Linked DNA regions of Rattus norvegicus: region 1 is linked to region 2. Evidence: chromatin contacts called from public Hi-C data. All regions are on one chromosome and are shown on one strand. The core of a region is the stretch at or near the end of the contact, and the rest is flanking DNA. Distances in the headings are between cores, read along the strand shown. Region 1 holds the start of Ikzf2 (IKAROS family zinc finger 2). Region 2 overlaps LOC120094697 (a long non-coding RNA gene).

What was found. A called contact is a pair of places that touch in the nucleus more often than the background predicts.
Region 1: a Hi-C map of the A7r5 cell line shows a contact between it and region 2, with 5 times the contacts expected there. The contact joins the promoter of Ikzf2 here to the enhancer-like site in region 2. A contact is called at or near these places in 10 of 12 Hi-C or Micro-C datasets (the A7r5 cell line, the Rat2 cell line, Schwann cells and 6 more) and 1 of 1 datasets of contacts at active chromatin or transcription factors (oligodendrocytes).

Annotation. Positions count from the first base shown.
Region 1 is chr9:78,638,951-78,642,698 of GRCr8, reverse strand. Ikzf2 (IKAROS family zinc finger 2) reads left to right here and starts at 2,340. Exons shown (of 9, transcript NM_001106916.2): 1 at 2,340-2,547.
Region 2 is chr9:78,172,780-78,176,834 of GRCr8, reverse strand. The region is part of intron 1 of LOC120094697 (a long non-coding RNA gene); the gene reads left to right. Among named protein-coding and RNA genes, the nearest start is that of Erbb4, 130 kb to the right of the region's middle. Within about 2 kb of position 2,269, at least 2 of the 93 cell types and tissues checked have an H3K27ac peak or open chromatin away from gene starts, as enhancers often do. A contact at or near this core is called in the A7r5 cell line, where this site is marked.

The sequences.
Region 1 (3,748 bases), core at 1,091-3,590, 470 kb before region 2:
TTCATTCTTTAACCACCATCAAAATATTTTAGAGGGAAATCTTGACCAATGTGAATCCCTACAGTTTACATGTGGTCACTTTCTCATGAATGAGTTAGATTATGAGTCAGAGTACCAAGATGAGACTTCAGAGGTATGAAAAGGAACTACTCAATTTAGCTTGTAAACACATTCCCAACTTCTTCAGAAACCAGAATTCATTGTGGTCTGTAAATGAGAAAGGAGCATGGGATGTTTAAAAAAATGACCTAATTCTCACTCTTTAAAATGTCCCCCTGTAAAAATTGGGCTTCATTAGTCCCTGCCTAAATAGCTCACTCTTGCGGGAAGACTGTGGCTGCTAGTAAACTGTCCGAAGGTTTAACCACTAGAGGGAGAGGGTGTGCCTCTGGTGGCCAGGGAACCAATGACAGCAAGTCAGTAATGGATAAGCTTGAGGGATCTAAATCAAGCAGTGGTCAGCTAGGTGCAAGGACCTTATCAACTATGGTAGTTTGGTAACTTGAGGATGGCTCCTCCAGATCTCACAGTGAATCGTCTTCTGCAGGTGGATCCCGTTGCTTTTATCTAGGAAGACTTTTCCTTTTAGTACTGAATGTTTAAGTCTTTTCTAAGGACCACTATGACTTTGTAGATACTCGAAATACTGAAACTTCAAGTGGGAAGGAACACTTAGAGAACTTCTTTCACACTTCAGAGTATGTCACCTTTTCTATACTATAGAGTCACACTTTCTGCCAGCTTTCTGAATTTGCTGTCTGTTGAATTGATTAGAACGACTCCTAGATTCTCTTTAGTTTGACCTTTCCAAATCTAACTTTAAGGGGGAAAACATTGTATTCGGATAGCTGACAAGTAGGTTAAAAGGTTAGTCTTAACAATTTACATATATTGCAACTTAAAAAAAATCGTCAGGAATTATTGAAAACCTGAGCACAAGTGGTTTACCCCCAATGACATGGTTTATCTTGTTTGCTTTAAACCATCACTTTCTATAATTAAGACATATTAACCGAGCCTACAAGTATAATTGCTTAATAACTGCAATAGATATAATATGGTCTTAAAAAGGAAAAATAAATACATTAGACGTTATTAGGATATCCATTGTGTAGCACTGTGAAGCTTTGCTCACACCAAAATCTAAACACAGGGCAGAGTGGTGCTTAAGGTGAAAGTTGATTTTATTTTCAATGTGTCATATGGCTTGCTTCCACGGAAAAGGGGAAAGGGAGAAAACTCTCAGCACCTCTTTCTGGGATTCTTTAAAGGAGTGGGAGGCACAGCGCCCGCTCCTCGTTCAGCATTGATTTTCTACACAATTTGCGATACAATTTCTCAGAAATGTTGTTTGGCACTCCTGATAATTTCATGTGATTTCAAACTTAAACCACCCAGACTACACAGTTCAGTATTTCCAGCTCCTTTCATTTTCCTTTTCCCTTTAATTATAGAAGTCTCTATTCCTTTTTCTGTGGTCAAGAAAGATAGTAAATGCTGCTATTTGTAGATTGAGCATGCATTTGTTTTTCTCAGGACGATTCCTATACTCTTCCCCCACCCCGGGCAAACCAAACGTCTTGATTGGCATAAGGCTAGGCTACACTTCCAGGCTGACAACTTTTTTCGACCCTCACGGTTCCTTTGAAGACTCGGGTGGATGTGGCACACGCCGAGACGGAGGCAGATATAAACAGCAAGTAAACACTCTAATTTTAAACTTGCACTGGAAAGCACTTTCACAATGGGGACAGTGGCGCTTGCTCCCTGGTCTCCCAGCGCACTCGCGAGGGCCCCTCTGCCCGGCTCAGTGTCCCAGGTCCTCCGGGTGCCGGGAGCCGGGATTCTGGGGAGGTGCCGGGCCAGATAGAAAACTTCCCGCGGCCGACATGAGCTGGAGGAGCCCGCGACCGTCCCTCCCGCGCGGCCAGCGGAGAACGTGAGCTGGGCGCGGGGAGCGGGGAGAGGGGCGGAGCCGGCGCGGGGGGCGCGCGGGGCGCGGAGGAGGCGCGGAGCCGCGCGGCACTTGTCCTGTAATCGATTGCCGAGCGCGCCGAGCGAGCGGCCGAGCGCGCAGACACGCGCTCCCGCCCCTCCCGCCCGCCCGCGCGCTCGCTCGCTCGCTCGCTCCGTGACTCTCACGGACCCGGGCGCTCGCATACGACACCCCCACCTCACTCCCTCCGCGCGCGCGTCTCCGCCAGCCCGCGCGCGCCGCCGCCGCCACCACCGCCGCTGCCCGCCCTCCGCCCGCGGGCGTCTGCGCGAGCCCGGCCGGCGGGGGAGATGTGCTCGGGCTCCGCCGGATCGGTTTCTCGGGGTTTGACCAGCTGTCCCGGGCTAACCCTGCTCCTCGCTGAAGATGGAGGAAGTAAAAACAGGATTACCCTTAGCTACAGATCCACTGCCTTAGTTTCCACCACCAACTGCAGTGCACAAACACACGTTAGGCACAGGAAAGAAAGAAAGAGAGAGAGGGAGAGGACACACTAACAGTAAACACAAACAAAAGGGTGATGGGATTATTTTACTGCATGCACTGCTGAGGTAAATCTCCGCTTGGCTTTTTGCGTGGGGAAGAACAGCTCTTGTTTTATTTGTCTTCTGATTCATAGATTATCTATCAATTTGTGTATGGTTTGCAAAGGGGGGGAGTGTTTTCAAAGTTAAGTGTAATGATATGGAATCTTGTTTAACAGTGTGGTGTGATCGAATGACTTGTTGCTGTTAACCAGTGATAATAATAATAATATAGACGCTTTTCTTTGGGGAGGGATGGGTTGTGGCTCTGATTAGGGAAATGATTTCTTTAAAGGACGCTCAGGGAATTTCGTTGAAGATGATGTCCTTTGCCTTAATGTATCGTCCCCTCCTTGTAATCTGCTTCTGGGATGTTAATGGATTAATCAGTTCTCATCTCTATAGCTGTCATGGATTTGGACTTGGTTTTGCTTTGTTTTAACTTGAATTCCAAGAAGAAAGATTGGATAACCTGGCATTGATTGCAGCTGTCTAGATAGAGGGTATTATACTGTTGGGATTGAAAACAAAACAAAACAAAAATAATACTAATAAAAAAATCTGGTGTGACACATGTATAAAAGCAGCAGTTAAATCGCTTTGACAGGTTCTGGTATGGACGAAGGAGATGGAATGAAGATTTAATTTCTTTTTCCCTTTTTTTTTTCCTATCTTGCCAGAGGCCACAAAACAGTCCTGTGAAGTTGGCCTAGGTTCCTTGCTGGGTTCTGCCTGACTGTCCCTCCCTTCGTACCCCCCCTCCCCTTTTTCTTTCAGTTTTCTTGTCTTAGCTTTTGGTCGATTCTTAAGGAACCGGTGGATCAAGTTTTTTCTCTTCTTGTTAATCGCATTGCTGTAGCACTGACTGACCTCTCACTCTCTCTTTCTCTCCCTCCCTCTCCCTCTCTCTCTTTTTTTCCTCTTTCCTGAAAGTACGTGGTGCCATTCCTGAGTGACTTTTCCTACTAGACCATCCCAAAGGGACGAGGGGGCGGGGGCGGGGGAGGAGGAGGACGAGGAGGAGGAGAAGGAGGAGGAGGAGGTTGGGGGGAGTGTTCCTTCTCTCTCATTTCTTGGTTTTGTTTATCAGCCGATCTGTTTGCTGGATTTGGTCTTGGAATGACCCACCTGTAAAGTGCTTTCCCTCCTCCTCGCCTTCAACTCTGCAGGGGGCTTGGCCTGGAAGGGGCCAGGGAGGGAAGGGGGGGGGACACAAAAAACTTCTTTC
Region 2 (4,055 bases), core at 1,020-3,519:
AATCCTTAGCTTATTTAAAACTTGAATAACTCAAACTTCCCATCTCCTTCATACTTTTGGGTAGAAGAATGGGATACGACAGCAATGGCAAGAAATGAATGAATTCAAGTTTATTTTAAGTTGTTTGCATTTTCTAAAAGATCTAAAAACTGTGTCCAACATGCTTTACGAAAATGAATCACTTTTAATATGTGTGAGCTGCTTTGCATGCACTGGAAGCAAAAGGACCAATTTTAAATCTAGAGGATTATTTCTAGCATTATGGCACGGCAGAATATTTTAAGTGGTTTGTTATTAGAAAAAGATGCTTTAAAATGTTCAATATTATTCACACTTTGAATAGAAAGTAGATTTTGTAAAAATATTTTATGATTTCCAATTCAGACATGAGAACCATGGTAAACTCATTGGGTTTAGAAGGTGATGTCATGCCAACACAGAAGCTTTGACTAAAACAAGTCCTGCTCACCTGAATGGTAAGCGATGAAATTCTAGCCAAGCACGTCATTGCTGGAGTTGGCAGTTTCACAGCTCCATCTCCCCTCTTTTGCAAAACTATAGTTGGCATCCGATTCTCAGTGAGCTTTGCCAGAGAGTCATGGAGCTTGTCCTGAAAGCATTTTGCTTTATGACTCTGTTCTTTTTTTTTTTTAATCTTCTCAAATTTCTGTGTGTCAATGAATAGAGGTTCCAGGGGAGAGATGGTCCAGCCTTGAGGTCCATATCCTGTCATTGATTTCTATGCAAGACTCTCATCGACTTCGATGGGAGTTCCGCACGTGGATCAATGTCAGGATATGGGCCTTTACATTTAGATGTGAAAGTGTTTTAATAGTGGTTGGCAAACTTGTGATGAATTAGAGTGAAAGACATAAAGAATTGGCTGGAAACTTTCAGACTCATAAGCTACTCTTAATCACTAAGAGAGTTTGAAATAATATAATCAACAATAATAATAATAGTGATACTACTACTAATAATAATAAGTCAGATAGAATATTTGCATATACCTATTTGGGCCAATAAATGACCCAGTGTGTGATTTAAATTGCTTCAGTTAGCTCGGGGTATCTTATTAAATGTTGGCAGTTAAGTTTATAAGTGAACAAGCCATTTGAATTAAATTCTCCTCTGGACTCTTAGACAATGAAAGTGTTTGCCTTCTATTGACTAGAGTCTCTTGACTAGAATCTCATGATTCAAGACAGTAATACATTCCTGTGGTTTGGCTCTCAGCAAACCTGAATTTGTTCAAGAAAATTAAAATGAAGCATAAATGAAATTAAAATGTAAGAGATTAAAACTAAAACACAGAATTCAAATAATAAATTTTATAGGATACCCTTGTATGTGTCTAGCAGTAATAACCATTAATAACATTCTTTTATATCAAAGTAGTGTGTAAGTATATTCTATTTTATGTATCTATGAATATTCCCCAACCACATATACTTGTACATGCATATTCACTTATTCCTTGGTATTTATGCAGTGTTGCTGCCATGAACTCCTTTCATCAGGGTGTCCAAATCTGAGGAGGCTTAGTTCCTTCATGTTTGAATATGCCCCATGGCCACCTTCTGGCAATTTTTATCATTTTATTGTTGGATTACATCTTAAGCCAATGCAATGCAATTGCCATGCAAATATCTGTGTTTCTTAAGGAATTATGACAAGCAGAGAAAGTCCTCTCATGTTCAGTTCATGTGCAATATCCTGGAGATTTTTGTTTTATTATTGCTTTTCTGCATGTTTGTTTGTTTGAGACAGAGTGTTTCTACAAAACCCTAGCTATCTGGGAACTCACTCTGTAGACCAGAGTGGCCTTGAGCTCCCAGAAATCCACCTGCCTTTATTTCCCAAGTGCCGGAATTAAAGAACGAACCACTACACCCAACCTGATTATTTCAAACATACGGTTAGTGAATCTGGAATATAGAATCTGTCTGTATATGAATTATGGCATATTGGTACTTATATGATAGGTGACTCTAAACATGATACGTGGGGGCAGTTACCACATAAGTTAAAATAATTTAAGAATTTAAGCTACTATTCTGTAGGTCAAATGACTCATCTCGGCTGGAACTTTCTTTCCTGGCTGCATTCACTAATCATTATTCATGTCTTTGCTATCATCCTTCCCCCCCAAAAAAAGTTGTTAGTGTTTGTTTATTATGGAATTTTCCCAAAGTCTTAGCTTTCAGCCACTGGCATTCCCGGTACACCCATAGCCATGACAGCAGGCACTGAGTGCTGAATGGAGAGCCAAATGTAGCTAAGATTCCCAGATTCTCTACTGATCCAATCACTCCATTCGGCCATTGCTGTCCAGGCATTAGTGGGAAGAAGGTTGGTTGTAAATGCTTTCTTTTCTAGTATTTTAAATGAAGATCTGAGTATACACATCTCCTTCTCCTTCTGGCCCACATCATAATCACCAGTTTGATCACCATCAGTCTGAGTGTGGGAGAAAGTCCAGGGTATTTATTTCCAATGTGTCAAAGTCTCACTCCCCAGAGTGTTCCTAACCACAGAGTGCTCTGCTAATTAAGTTGCTGCTGAGGTTATAGAATGCAATCTTCAAGTCTCATCTGCATTCTGATGTGTAGGATCGTGCTTATTTGTAGTATAGATAGATATTTTTTAAAGAGAATTTAATAAGTACAGACATTTAAAGGAAAGAGTGAAGCATGTCTTTAATTCTGTGCTTTGGAGAAGAATGTTGGCCACTCATGCCTCCGTCTTTCGGTCAAAGCTTGCACTGAGCACTTCATATTCTTACTGCCAGGGCTGTTGAAATTAGTTACTGGAAGAAGATAAATGTGGGAAGGGAGAGGAAGAAAGCATGTGCCAGGAAAAAGCAGGGAAGAGAATATTTTTGTTAATGGAATAGCTGATGAACTCATAATGACAACATTACCTAAATGTGTGTATAGAATAGAGAAAAATGCTAATGTCAATCGAGACATATAAAAGGTACGCAGTGCCAGCCGAATGTCTCTCTCTGCATAACCGAATATTTTACTAGTTACTGTCAGTGTGTTCTTAAATTGATTTGATTTTTAAAGCAAAGGTCCCTGCATAATTCTATGCAAAGACTGATAGATAAAATCTGACACCAACCTCTTCTGAGGTTGACAAAGTCAGCTTCCTACCAAGCACCATTCATTCTCCTCAAATAAAAACCAAGTGGGGCTTTAGTACTCAGGACAGAAAGATAAATCAAGTGATTGTCAGGACGCCAACCAAAGGCAAGTGCAAACAGCACAGTAAGAAACTAGGAAAAATGATTACCATGTAGAAAAAAAAGCAAATATTATTTAGCTTTCTCTTCAACTTATACTAATGCATGGTCTCATTTCGTTTTTGGTATTTGTTATTTTACTTGTACATATTGTTTTATCCAAATATTAAACGACATTTAAGGGCACCACTTCAAATATATTTTGTTAAAAAGTAGTTAAAAGTTGTAGTATATTTAGGATTCTCTCATGAAGGAAACATGACAGTAAGCTAACACTATCATTTTGTTACTTTTAAAGAGAGCTTCAGAACAAATTAAGCCTGCATGCATTGTTATTTATGCTTTTAAACCATCAAGTAGAGTGAATCTGATTTTATACTAATGACACCATAGCTATGAAGTGAAAGTTTAAGTTAAATAAGTTTGTTAAAAATAGACAAGTTTGGAAGACATGTTTTACAGAATACTGTACTGTATACAAAACATTTTATCAATGATTTGAAAGTGTCTCTTTACTCATCAATGGAAAAATATCCATAGTGCTTTGAAACTCTCACCATGCAGTGGACATTGTTTGATGGATGCTGGTTCAGTACCTATCTTATTTTAGTTGTTTTTAGGTTTAGTAGTGGTACTCTCCCTATAATTTTAGTCTGTGCTTTCTTGGTTACATGCATGGAAATGTTGGAATTTCCTCCTTTTTCCTTTCTTCTGATTCTTTTTTGGTATGGCTGATCAATGTGTAAAGCTCCCTTCAGGGTCAATGCAGATTCAAACTAGTGTCATTTCAAGTGATAATCCACTGAGA